3 separate regions of the Mus musculus genome follow, and all the other regions are linked to region 1. A link is a contact called in public Hi-C and HiChIP or PLAC-seq data. All regions are on one chromosome and are shown on one strand. The core of a region is the stretch at or near the end of the contact, and the rest is flanking DNA. Distances in the headings are between cores, read along the strand shown.

Region 1 (4,617 bases), core at 1,370-3,869:
CACACCATACAGTAGATTCTCTTCAGCCTTCCTTTCCCAAGGATATCCTGGCCAGTCTCTCTTTAGAGCATCTCTAGGTGCCAGCTTCTTTACAAAGGTCCTAGTCTGGGCCCTTAAAACCTATTGCTGCCTATGTCTCAATTCCTTTGGCTTAGTCTCACATAAAGTGACAAGAGTGATCCTTCTACTAAGTAGCAATGATCATACCAATTACATTACTAAAAGCCTCCAGCTGCTCTCCAGCTTCTATTCAGACCATCTAATATAACATTCAAGAAATTCCTTTTGCTCTCTGTCCCTAGTCTTCCTTTCTAGATTCTTTTCAGTAGTTATGGTTTGGCAGGAGTGGCAGGGGTCAGCGCGGGAAGCCGGGGGAGCAGGGCCAGAGAGTGCAGGGCAGGAGCCGGGGCGGCCAGCTTCGCTTCCGAGAGTTCGGGTTTCCCCTTCTCGGCCCCGTCTCTCGTCGCCGGCCTCCCACACGGGGTTGGAGCCCTGGCGGGCGCCCCCGACAATAAGCCCAGACTGGAGGTGGGCTCACACTGCAGCATAAAATTCCCTACATGTTATAATCTCTCAAGGTTCAAAGGGCTCTCAATTAGGAATGTTGAATGGTGGGCTCCTACAAATTCTTCAAGACCTAGTTCAAATGACACTTTTTGGGGGGGGGGGGTTCGAGACAGGGTTTCTCTGTGTAGCCCTGGCTGTCCTGGAACTCACTCTGTAGACCAGGCTGGCCTCGAACTCAGAAATCCGCCTGCCTCTGCCTCCCAAGTGCTGGGATTAAAGGCGTGAGCCACCACGCCCGGCCAAATGACACTTTTATTATGACTTTTTTTCACTCTCTCAAGGAAAAGCTGTTCCCGTGGCATTTTATTCTCACCTCCAGTGTGACATTTTCTGGTTTTCTCCCATTCTACTAGGAGATCTTCAGTAAATACCAGACCTATTTACTTCTAAATCCCCAGTTCCTAGCATGCATTGGACTCCCAAGCCTGGGCAAATACCATGAAACCTGTGAATAGCTGAATGAGAAGACCACCAGATTAGGAGTTGAGGAAGATCAGATTACGCATTAAACGTTGCTTATTGTATGCCTGAGTGAGTGGCCAATGACTGAGTCCTAGATTCCAACAGAAACCATTGAACTACACAATCAGTGCATCGCTGAAGTCTTAATGGGGAACCTCACCCTGGAACTGGGTGGGGAGATATAGGGAGAAACCTTGTGAAATGGTCATTTCCGCAGGACAAACGGCACAGGCTACACTTGGTTTCCTCATTTACTGATTCATGCAACATTAACTCAGGGCCTACTGAATGCCAGGACACAAACATGATCACAAAAATCTAGGCATTATGTTCCAAGGTTCTCAAAGGCTAACCCTCCCCCACCTCAGTTTCTGGGTGAGTAGAGACAGCAGATGGCACCAAACCCCAGGGAGCCCAGCTTAGTCTGGTACCGCTCCAATTTCTCTCAGGACTAGTTTGAACTAGTGCCTAGGACCACCAATGCAGGGCCTGCCTAACCTCCCTGACAAACACTAACTCTCAGCCTTTCCTTCCTTCTCCTGAGGCTTAACTACAAGAATGGGCAGCTCTCGTCCATCTATCGACAGCAAGTCAGCCAAGCTACACATTCAATTCCAACTCACTTCTATTTCCTACCTGCTGCTGTGCCTTTAAACACAAAACCAATTATAGGTACAAACAAGCTCAACACTTTCCAAGCCGGGTCCCTGGTGAACGCTGCCGTTCTGGCTTTGCTGCCCTGGTTCCCGAACTAGCACAGTGCCCCAAGGGACCTGGCGTCAGAGGCACGAAGGTGTCCAGAACTTAGCTCTGAAAGCCCTGGGGCCCTTGGATATGGCGGAAGCACCTACTCCCGGGAACTCCAGGAGCAGAAGGAAGTAAGGGGTAAGGGGTGGGACAAGGCCCGCGGGGCTAGAGCCCAATCTCCCGGATGCTGCGCCGCTTCCCTTTTGTCAAAGTGTAACAAGTCAAACAAGGTTTCCCTTCTGCCTCTGGCCCAGGCAGCCTCAAAGGGAACACTGCTGCCGCGGACGCTCCCCACGAACGAATGGCATGTCAATTCTCCCTGCTCCAGGGGCTCAGGAGGAGCCTAAGGCGCCTCGCCAGGGCTGCCCCTTCTCCACTGGCACTACCTCCCGGCCCCGGCCCGTACTCACCGGCCACCTCCAGTCTGGGCTCATCGCCGGGGGCGCCCGCCGGGGCTCCAACCCCGTGTGGGAGGCCGGCGATGAGAGACGGGCCGAGAAGGGGAAACCCGAACTCTCGGAAGCGAAGCTGGCCGCCCCGGCTCCTGCCCCGCACTCTCTGGCCCGGCTCCCCCGGCTTCCCGCGCTGACCCCTGCCACTCCTGGTCCCGCCGGTGCCCCAGCGTCGCAATTCCGCAAGCACCTTCGCGTTTCCCGAGCTTTTGGATCTTCTGGCCTGGGAACCCGGTGCCGCCGGGACAATGGGGGGGCTCCTGGAGGCGGCACAGGAACAGCAGCGGCGAGACCGTGGCGGCAAAGGCTGTGGCAGCGGCGGCAGCAGCAGCGACGGCGACGGCGTCCGCCAGGGTAAACGTGGTCCCGTGGCGCTGTATAGACGCACTTTCGCCACGGTTCCTCGCCGGTCTACTGAGGAGCTTGAGACCAACCTGTCGGTCTGAAAAAGATCTCTGGACACCTTAAAGGGCTCAGCAAGCGCCTCCATGTTCTAAGTGGAGTTTCTGGCGAGCGAAAGCTCAGTTTTGGGGAGTCTGAGTCCTCGGGCCGTTTGTGGCGAATCTGCGACTACGGACAGGCAGCGCGAGGCTGGGCGTGAGGAGCCCGCCCTTCTCCCCTCCCCCTCTGCCGCCGCCTGCTCCCTCCCTCCTGCTGGCGCGACTGCTGCGGTAGGGACCTGGCCTTGGTCTCCGAGGAAGGCGACTGGGAGGAACGGGGCGGGAGCGCCGGGTGGGGCGGAGTTGAGGGCAGGGCCTAGAGCCGGACGAACGCAAGGGAGCCGCAGAGGCCCGCAGATATGGTCAGGGGCGGGGCGACGTGGGAAGACTAGGCCGGCGCGGGAGGGGCTTGTGTTTAGGGGGTGGAGCTGCGGGAAAGCGGTGCCCTGATGCGACGACCGCAGCCGGAAGAGTGGGCCCGAGGGGCCCAAGTAACGAAGGGCGGAGCTTTGGGTAAGCCTGGAAGGTGGAGCTAAACTAGGGATGAAGCTACAGCTGGGAAAGCGCACCACAGTGCTGCAGGGTAAGGGCGGGACTTAGGAACGTAAGGGGCGGGGCTTCCGCTGAAATGTGAGACTGAAGGGTGACGAGGCGTGGCCCTAATGAGGGAACTGAGTTTGGGGAGGTTCCAGTGCATTCCAGTAAAACTGTAGGACTCAGATTGGCAGCGCTGGACTACAAGGTTACCGGTAGCTGATTGGAAGACGGTATCAAAACACACAGCCCATTGAATATGACTGACACCTCAAGTGTGATCGTGGGAAATTCTTCTTTGGGTTCTTCAATTGTAAACCTGGAACTCGAAAATTCTGTCAGTTCCTGGGGGTTTCAGAGAATTTGGATGTCAGGGATCATCATTGTCAAGCAGTGCTTGTAGTTTTGTCACTGAAGAGTATGATAGTCTTCCAAGATGCTAGAGTCACTGAGAACGCGGTTTATTTTCATGCGGACTTGGTATTCAGCTCCCTAAAGTGCACGTTTTCTTATGACACGTTTCCCCCGAGAAATGCCAATAAAACCAGCACTCCAAGTTGTTTCCTGGTCAAAAGGGGGGGTCTGGCGTAAAATCGGTGGTTTCTATAAAGAAATGGCTTATTGCAGCGGAGTTTCTCATTATTAAATGGGGATAATATATAGTCCCTCTGTCCCGGGGTTATGATAAGGATTAAGAGAGTTGAAGACTGTAAATTGCCTAATACAGTGTCTGTTGTATAAGATTCGCATGCACAAAGAAAATACAAGCTATTATACTCATCCAGAAAATTCAGAATAAACCAGTAATCGCAGCACTCAAGAGGATTGAATTAGGATTGCTCCAACTGCTTATGAGTTCCAGGTCAGGCTGAGCCATACAGCAAGACCCTATCTAAACAAAACAACCAAAATAAATGAATCAAAGAAGTTATACAGCTTTTTTTCATTATTGAAGGCTTTGCACACACAAGGACAGGGATATATCACAACAGCCGTTTCTTTTTTATTAAAAAACAAAACAAAACTTTTTTTTTTAATGACAAAGTCCAGATAAGTTGCCTACACTGGCCTTGAACTTGTGATTACAGGCTTGTACCACTAGGACCTCACAGTTGTCTTAAAGCTAGCTCTTTTGGGGTGAAGAACCTTTTAGAAAATCTCATGAAAGCTATGGGTCTGTCCTGAGGAAAAAAGTGTTCAAGTATGTATAACAAGTTTTCTTAAAGATTTATTTATTTATTTTATGTATGTGAGTACACTGTAGCTGTACAGATGAGTACACAGTAGCTGTACACCTGAACCTTCATGTGGTTGTTGGAAATTGAATTTTAGGACCTCTGCTCGCTCTGATCAACCCTGCTTGCTCAGATCTTGCTTGCTCCGGCCCAAAAATTTATTTATTATTATATATAAGT
Region 2 (4,282 bases), core at 110-2,609, 280 kb after region 1:
ACATTTTCATAAATAAGGAAGCCAAGGCCCAAAGTAATTAAACAAGTTGATCAGAATTCAGACAGCTGGTGGGGAAGCAGGGCACAGCTCGGATTCAGACAGAGCAGAATGGAGGAGGGGAAAGGCCTTGGACCACTATGGCCATGCACACAGAAGGCACACGGGGAGGACTCACTGAACTGATTGAGAGTGACGCCCTGCATGTCCTTATTAGTCCATTGAGAAGGTGGCAAGGCTTTGTTTTAGTTTATAAAGTCCATCTGAAAGCTGATGGTTTTAGGTACCCAGAGCTTTGAGGTTTCCCGAAGTGAATGTTCTGTTTTTACACGCAACAGGAAGAGTTAATGTTTCTGTCCACAATCAACATGGGCTGCATACATGGAGCCGGAGGCTTCCTTCATTGAAGGGTAGTGCTTCCTACTGCCACAGTACACAGGGATGTATTAGAAAGCTTCTTTGTACAATTCACAAGAGGCCCCGAGACTGGCTTAAAAAGCATGGCCTTTTCAAAAGAGAAGGGATTGTTCTGGTTGAAGGAAAGAGGGTAAAGGTGACTTAGTTTCTGACTCTGTGCTGATGAGTCCTAAGCTGGTGAATCATTTCAATGTCTTACAGACAAAATCTCAGAATTCAGATAACTGCTGCATTTCTTATAGCCCCCTGTCTACTGTGACCCTAAAACTGCACATCAAAAATTGAACATATCTTGTATGTGTGCATGTGTGCAGCTGTGCATGTATGTTGGGGATGTTGGGGTCAAATTCAGGGCCTCCCTCAGATAGGCACATACTCCACCACTAAGCTACACCCCTAGCCTAATATGCCATGCCTTTGTCCCCAAACCAGATTTTCTTTCCTTCCCCACCCCCATCTGTGGCTATTTATTCTTTCATTTCATAGGCTCCAAAGTTTGGGATTTTCTATTATTCTTTTCTCTTTATGAACTATATATTCAAATACTTTTCCATTACATATCTCATCATATTCCTTTTCTCCCCCCTTCCCACTTAAGAACAGCCTCTATCACTTCAGATACGGCTGGGCTCTTTGTATCTAGACTCTTTAATATCACCGTAGACTACCGTCAGATTCCTCTAAAACATCATGCTCCAACCCACGTTCCAAGTCTGTGTTATCTTCTCATGGCTTGGCATAGCATTTCCCAATATGTGCTGTGCAACACTTTAGTTCCGTGGGAAATGAATAGGTGTTAAGTAAAAAACAGATGCTGGGATCAAACGCTAACGCTGAGAAAGTTGTGAGTCACTTCTTTCCCGAGGGATGATTCATAGCTTTGATATGTTAATGTGCCTTATTACACAGCCTTCCTCAAGACTTGTGCTTTCACAGAGGCCTTTTCGGTAGAGAATTTCACTGGCCTAGATCCTCATGCACAGCGTTTGGGAAACCCTGGTCCACCAATCCAAGGCCATACTCCCTGTGATGATTAATTTTATGTGTCAGCTTGACTGGGCCATGGAATGCCTAAATATTTGTTCAGCCGTTATTTGAGGTATGTTTCTAGATATTATTAGCATTGAAACTGGTCTACGTAGTAAATCATATCCTTCTACCTAAACTGAACAAAGAGACTAACAGACGACTTTACTTGCCTGGCTACCTTTGGACTGGGATTTTTTTTTTCTTCTTTTTTTTTTTCTCTCTGAACATCTTTTTTTCTTGGGCCTCCAACTCCCCATACAGATCTTTTATTATTTATCATTATTGTGCGGTTTTTTTTTTTTTTTTGTTTTTTGTTTTTTTTGGTGCAGGTGTGCATGCTACAGCATGCATGTGGAAGTTTGAGGACAGCTGTGTGGAGCGGTTCTCTGCTTCCATCTTTATAAGGATTCTAAGATTATACTCAGGTCATTAGTCTTGCATGCTGAGCCATCTCCCTGGCCCTCACCTTGCAGATCCTGACCCTTGGTGATCATGCAAGCTAATTCTTGTGAGTGTGTATACACACATAGACTGTCTCAGGTTTATGAGAATTAGGCTTGTGATTGTTTGACCTTAAGATGGATTTATCAAGATGTAACTTCCACTGTGCCCTATGGAAGATAACTGGAAATGAGCTGTTGCAAGAATGAATCTCTGGCTGGGATGTAACTCAGGCCTTGAGTAGCCTGTGGGAGGCCTTGAGTTAGATTCACAGCACTGGGGCACGGGGATGGGATGGGGAGTTGGGTGTTTCCTAGCCTTTAAATCTCTCTGTACTTTCCCCCTGGGACATCCCTAGCTTCCTAACTTCCTTGCATTCAACCTTGAACTCAAGGTCCAAGTGAAGTCCAATCACTGCAGCTTAGAGTCAATTGCAGAGCACTTAAGATCTTGCAGGGATTGCAGCACCCAGGGTATGTAAGTCAGATTCTCTGAGAGTGGGGCTCTGGCATTGGTAATCGACTAAGTTCTCCAAGTGTTTCCAGGAGATAAACATAGTTTAGAATCAGCCCAGGTAGTCCTGATGCCTGAACCCCGTCCTCAGTTGTCTATATCAATAGATTTGGGGTGGGGCCCAATAATTTGCATTTCTAACAGTTCTCAGGTGCTGCTGGTCTTGGGGTCTCACCTTGAGAGGCTCTGTTTACAAGGATCAGGGGCCCAGGTCACTCTGTGGACTGAGGAAAACCTGATCTTATGCACATTAAAGGAGTAGCTGAAAGCATTACTCTGCATAGTAGCTACCAATTGGTGGCCAGGCTTGATGGCATGTGCCTTTAACCATTGAGTCAGTTCAAAGCAATGCTTTCTGTTAAAAAGTAATCTTTTAAGATCAGAGATTTAGGGCTGGTGAGATGGCTCAGTGGGTAAGAGCACCCGACTGCTCTTCCGAAGGTCCAGAGTTCAAATCCCAGCAACCACATGGTGGCTCACAACCATCTGTAATGAGATCTGACTCCCTCTTCTGGTGTCTGAAGACAGCTACAGTGTACTTACATATAATAAATAAATAAATCTTTAAAAAAAAAAAAAAAAAAGATCAGAGATTTATTTATACATAGGTCTGGGATTGTAGCTCAGTTGGCAGAGTGTCTGTGTAGCATACTAGAAACCCTAGGTTTTATCCCTAGCCCAGCATAAAATGGATATAGTGGTACACTCCTGGAATACCAGCACTTGGGAAGTAAAGGCAGGAGGTTCAGGAGTTCACAGTCATCCATGGCTACAATGCAAGTAGGAAGTCACCCTTGCCTACAGTGTTTCAGTAATTAATAAACAAACAAATAGATAACACCATAAAAAAAGCCTAGGTTCCAGTAAACCTTCCAAATGAAGGTAGTAATATCAATTAATACAGAAAAACTATCTAAGCAACTAGTAAAATAGTGGAAAGTGAAAGAAAAAATATTGACTCAGGACCTGGTCCAAGACCAAATTCTCAGCACAAAGGAGATTTCTTTGTCCCAGAAGGACAGAAGGCAGGGACTCAGAGACAGACATAGGAGATAGAGGACAAGGGAGAACAGGAAGGAAACAAGGGAGAAGGGGGAGGGATATTTGTCTCCAGGGGACAAAGGGCTGCCTCTGGGTAGAAAGGATACAAACTAGGCAAATAGGAAATTGGCAGTTTATAAAGGTACAAGGAGAAACCCCTTGTTAGGATGAGGTGTTTAACTTTAATTGGGTATGCCAATTAGGTGAGCCAGAGGGGGCTTTTGATTGCTGGACTTCAATACTTCGATAGCTGGACTTTGGTAGTCAGCCTCAGGAGGAGGAAATGGAGAGAGAGAAATAAGGGAATGGACCTTGGGGGCTGGCTTTAGGAATGTGATTTTAGTAAGTTCCCAAGTCAGTTTTAGTAAGGCAGAGGGAATGGGGGGAAAGGGCAAGGTCTGCCAGAGCCGTGCTCTCCATCCTTGGGCTGGCCAGGGTCCCTTCAGAAATAACATACTATTTTGATATCAGCTCTTATGTTGTAGGGTAATTTGTTACACAGCAATAGCTAACTGATAGAATCAGCAGAATCCTTGTGTAACTACAGTTTTTATGGCAAAAGCCCGGGTTCTAGCAGCTTTGGCAGGCTAAGATCAAGTCAGTCATTGGTAATGAGGGGACTTAGCCCAGTACTGTACCAGTACTGTAGCCTGAGGAGTTTTCCCCGTAGAGACCGCCAATAAACAAATTCTTGACTACGTTGAAAAAAGAATTGCAGGATGAGCCAGTGTGAAGCCAAGATAACAAGTTTATTAGATAGAAATGATAAATACGTACTTCAAGTTTAAGAGTGAGAGAAACTTCAAGGCAGTTCACATCCTCAAGAAATAGGTGTGAGCTATGT
Region 3 (4,393 bases), core at 1,487-3,986, 360 kb after region 1:
TTTTTAAAAAGTAACTTTGGGGGCCGAAGAGATAGCACAGTGATTACGAATGTTGGCTGCTCTTGTAGAGAACCCAGGTTAGGTTCCTGGTACATGGTAGCTCACAACTCTGGTTCAGGGAATTGACCCCTCTTTTGGCTTTCTTGGGCAGCAGGTATGTACCACACACACACACACACACACACACACACACACACACACACACACACACACACGCAGGCAAACACGGACACAAAACAAAACAAAACAAAACAAAACAAAACAAAACAAAACAAAACGAAGTAGAATAAAACCTCAGTACAATTCAGGAATATCTAAAGTCCTTCAGGAAACAGGCCTGGGTGAAAGAGCATATTTCCATGACTGTTCTAATTCTTGGTTGGGGGGGGGGGGAACGCACAGATCAAGTCACATGGTTTTGCCCCTTTTCAGTTACAAATTTATGGGGAGGGGGGGTCTTCTTTCTGTTACTGCCCTGTGAAGAGTAAACATTAGCAATAGCAATTGGTTTCATTCAACAAAGAACAATGGCCATTTGGAGGGGGTTGTTGCAGAAGGGAGACAGTCTGAGTCAGTCTGAGTGACCCAGACCTCAGTGAGCTGTGGGGAAGGTTGGAAGGGACAAGATGAGGCCACAGTGCAGGGGCCCTGCCTAGGCTGCTGACCTCTTCCCAGGAACAGAGGATTTGAGACAATATAGGTTCCTCCATTGGTGACAACTTTGTGGCTGTCCGAGTCTTCCCTTCTCTCCCCTCTTTTCTTCTTCCTTTTTGACCTGCTTTTGTCCCCAGTGTCTGTGAACGCCACAGCTCTGATGCTTGGCCCCTTGGTGGGGTCTCCGTGGAACTGTCATTTGATAGGCGAGAACACTGAAGTTCTGAGACGACATGGAGGCCACACAGCTGGGATGTGGCTGGGCCAGACTCTAAATCATCTTTCTTCTGAGAAAGAAACCCAGCCCTTGCTGTTCAACAGGCATTCTCTGACACATCTCGCTTTATTGTCTCATGGCTTCTTGGGACATTCCCATGGCTCAGCGCGCTGTATGCGTCTCTGACATGCATGTGTGGTTTAAAAATTCTCCTCATGGCTAGAATGGCCGTTTCCTGGGTTCCTGCTCCCAGCGGCCACAGAGAGCAGTCAGAGTCACCTGGCTCCAGGCTCCTAGAAGAGACAGGAAGGAATCTGGTTAGCTGCATATTCACATTCCAGGGCATAGGACACTAACTCCACTTTTCTCTGAGGATCTAGGCTTAAGGCAGGTTAATCTCTGAGCATATCTTCCTCTAATGACACTTGTGGCTTCTGCATAGCAGAGGGCCTACATGTCCCTGGGAAGGGTGAGGCAGGAGGATGTGGGCTGTGGCATCTGCTTATGAACTCTGTAACCTCCTCTTTCTGTGTCCAGAGCTATAATAAGCCTATGATTCACCAGGTGAACTGCTCAGGCAGCTGCTGTGCATTCCCCAACTGAGCCCTTGGTGCTCACCCACTGATCACTAGGCGGGAGGACCCTGTCTCACTTTACCTACCTCTCCAGACCCGTTCTAGCTGCATACTCTCTTGGGGAGCCCTTAGAGGCTGGTACGGATAACCTGTTCATTTCTAAACCCAAGCCAAATCACATGTTGGGCCATTCCAGAAGGACAAGTGGAAGGTGGTACCTAGTTTGAGAAAGTTATGGAAGTCTCTTTCAGTGAACTCTTGGGGGACAAGACACTCTCATGACAGTTTATTATCAGGCATCCTATGGTACTTGATGCCAGTTTGACCTACCACACTGAACTATTTGAAATGCCAATGAAATTAGGACTCTCTAATGAAATGCTGGAGACTCCTACTGAGTCTTTACTACTGGTGGGTTTTGTTGTCTGGGTTGGAATGCTGGCACCCTGGTAAGTCATTTTCCACTTATATATAATGTAGCCCCTAGGATGCTGGGGTTACCATAGTTGCTACTATTTATAGGGAGCTTACTGTGTACCTAGGTACTGAGCCAAACTGTTTCTGTTCATACTCCATCTCCCAAAAGCTCTTTACATTTGAATCCCCCCGCTCTGTAATATTTTCAATTCTTAGCACTTGTCATTTTTACCCATTCTATCATTCAGCGTGTAGTTAAATTCTGTTGTACTGTCATATGGTGCTTCTTGCCTTTATAACGCCAGTGGGCCCTTTAGTAAGCTTTTTGTATGTATTTGTTGAAATTGTCCATTAAAGAGTCTCCAAAGAGAGCTTATTTTACTGGTAAAGGAACTAAGACGAGGGAGTCAGAATGGCGCTGTCCCACCTTCTCTGAGCCTGAAGGCAGCCCTGTCTGCCAGATCTCTCTGCAAAGCTGAAACCTCTGGCACTGTCCCTGTTATCAAGTAATTCTTTCAAAAATAGTGGCCTCTCCTGCATGCATCAGACTCTGCCAGAGTCTCAGGCAGAGTGACAACTCGTCATATAGTTGCTAGTTTGAGCACGACGCAAAGAAAAGAATCTTTCTGTGTTTGTTAGAAAATCTCCAGCCTAACTACTACTAGCTCGAGTTTGCAGGAGCCTCCCAGGCCTTCCCAACCTGATTTCCCCCTCCTGCCGCCTTCCCTTTTGTGAGCGTTTCTTCCCCTTTTTGCTTGCAGCTAGTTCAGCTCTCCTGTAGGCTACAATGTGTCAGTTGTTATAAAATCCGGGAGGCGGAGTCTAGTGACGAGGGCGGTGGGGGAGAGCTCAGCCAGCCCTGCAGGGTGAGCAGTCCAGCCCTGGGTCCAGCGGAGCTAAAACGCTACAGCCGGGAAAACTTCCACCTCCCTCTCCTGGTTTTGATCCTCACCGTCCAGCAGACCCGAGGCGCCGATCGACCGGAGGGAGGATGAGAGATGACCGGTCCTTTGGCAACCTGACCATTTCCTTAGCAGAGCCTTCCAAAGCGAACCGGAGACTGGCCACACGACCCAGGAGGCGCCGCGCCTCTTGTGGATGTGTGTGTATGAGTGAGCAAGCGGGTGTGTGTGTGTGAGTGAGGGTGTGTGTGTGTATGCGTGTGTGTGTGTGTGTGCGCGCGTGTGTGTATGCGCGCGCTTGTGGTGTGGATGGGTGTGTGCACAGCACAATTGCGTGGAAGCGTGTCTGGGTGAGCGTGTGTGTGCACTCGTGAATGTGTTTGTGTGTGTGTGTGTACGTGTGTGTGTGTGTTTGTGTGTGCTCTTGGCTGCTATTATTATTATTTTGGAAGAAAAATCCTGGAAATCTGGGGCAGGTTATGGTACTCCCAGGGTGACTTCTTTTGCAAGAGGAGCTGACCAGAGCAAGCCACTAGAGCCATTTCCCTGCCAGCAGAGAGCATTTTCCTCCCAGAAGAAGGATTTCAACCCCGGGGCTCTGTAGCCAAGTAAAAGAGATTAGCCCTTGAAACCTGTGAAATCGACCATTGCTGTGTGATTACCCAGGCTTGGGAGAGGACTTGGAGAGAGAAGGAGAAATAGATCAAACAGCCTGTCAGTTCTCTTTGCCACGTCGGAAGATGTCATCTCAAACTAAGTTCAAGAAAGACAAAGAGATCATTGCTGAATATGAAGCCCAAATAAAAGGTGAGTGGTGGGGCCGAGGGACTTTGCCTTCTCTCCGTCCCCTTGTCTCTCCCTCTGCTGTCTCTTCCTTCGCCTCCCTGCCTTCTTGAGAAGTTGCTATGCAGCAATAATCTTATTGTAAGGAGGAAGGACCGGGTGCTGGCTGCACAAGTCCAGACTGGCTCCCACTGCAGATAGTGCCTGGGCTGGGAGCGTGAATTACAGAAAGGGCAGAAATCTCTGCATTGCAGGTGTGTGAGGAAGGGACTTTAGGAGTGTCGCCGGTACTCCATCATCTTGGCAGTGATATGTCACTCTAAGGCCATTTTGACAGTCAAGGCCTCCTCCCCCTCACTCCCATCGAGAAAGCCCTTTGCTATTTATGTATATATTTTTTGATCTGCTCTCCCCATCCCTTCTTTTGGCTTTTGTGGGTGGTTGTTTTTGCCTCTGCTGCCTTCTCTGGGCTGAAATTCAAATGCATGAGTATGGGCTGCGGGGGGTGGGGGTGGGGTGGGGGGGTGGGGGGGGTGCATCGCATCCTTAAGTAGCCCTTCTTTGTCAGCATTTCTTGCCTGGTCTGAGTTGCCATGGATTAACTGTTATGGGACATATTGATCCAGACTAATGCAGGCATTTAAGCATAAAGAGAGAGTTCTGTGCCGAAAATGTATTATCTTCCAGCGTGCAGCCTGGTCCTTCTGTACACCGGTGTTTCGGGTCATCAGCTTTGGTTAAAAGCCAACACCTCAGTGTACGATTTGGACTGGTAGGTGCCGCTTGGCTCCCGTGGTTCTGGGAAAGTCTGCCTGCTAGGAGAGTGAGATGCCCTTTGGGTGCTG

Evidence for each region. Hi-C and Micro-C count contacts between places; a contact is called where the count stands out from the background. HiChIP or PLAC-seq counts read pairs in DNA pulled down with a chosen protein or histone mark.
Region 2: an HNF4G HiChIP or PLAC-seq map of pancreatic cancer cells shows a contact between it and region 1. The contact joins the enhancer-like site here to the promoter of Brpf1 in region 1. A contact is called at or near these places in 5 of 39 promoter capture datasets (3T3-L1-derived adipocytes, the C10 cell line, the HPC-7 cell line and 2 more), 2 of 15 datasets of contacts at CTCF or cohesin (the NIH/3T3 cell line and large pre-B cells), 31 of 484 Hi-C or Micro-C datasets (the Ba/F3 cell line, the C2C12 cell line, ECoMG myeloid progenitors and 22 more), 14 of 115 datasets of contacts at active chromatin or transcription factors (the 230-238 cell line, the HPC-7 cell line, Th17 cells and 10 more) and 3 of 9 other capture datasets (adipose tissue, embryonic stem cells and liver).
Region 3: a Hi-C map of the N1E-115 cell line shows a contact between it and region 1, with 4 times the contacts expected there. The contact joins the promoter of Srgap3 here to the promoter of Brpf1 in region 1. A contact is called at or near these places in 1 of 484 Hi-C or Micro-C datasets (the N1E-115 cell line) and 1 of 115 datasets of contacts at active chromatin or transcription factors (pancreatic cancer cells).

Annotation. Positions count from the first base shown.
Region 1 is chr6:113,305,139-113,309,755 of GRCm38.p6, reverse strand. It overlaps Brpf1 (bromodomain and PHD finger containing, 1), which reads right to left and starts at 2,619. Exons shown (of 13, transcript NM_030178.2): 1 at 2,419-2,619. Cpne9 (copine family member IX) reads right to left here. Exons shown (of 21, transcript NM_170673.3): 21 at 4,185-4,617.
Region 2 is chr6:113,022,063-113,026,344 of GRCm38.p6, reverse strand. No RefSeq gene overlaps it. Among named protein-coding and RNA genes, the nearest start is that of Gm43868, 22 kb to the left of the region's middle. Within about 2 kb of position 1,359, at least 80 of the 459 cell types and tissues checked have an H3K27ac peak or open chromatin away from gene starts, as enhancers often do. A contact at or near this core is called in the C2C12 cell line, the HL-1 cell line, adipose tissue and 6 more, where this site is marked.
Region 3 is chr6:112,945,609-112,950,001 of GRCm38.p6, reverse strand. Srgap3 (SLIT-ROBO Rho GTPase activating protein 3) reads left to right here and starts at 2,736. Exons shown (of 22, transcript NM_080448.4): 1 at 2,736-3,572. The coding sequence starts at 3,506.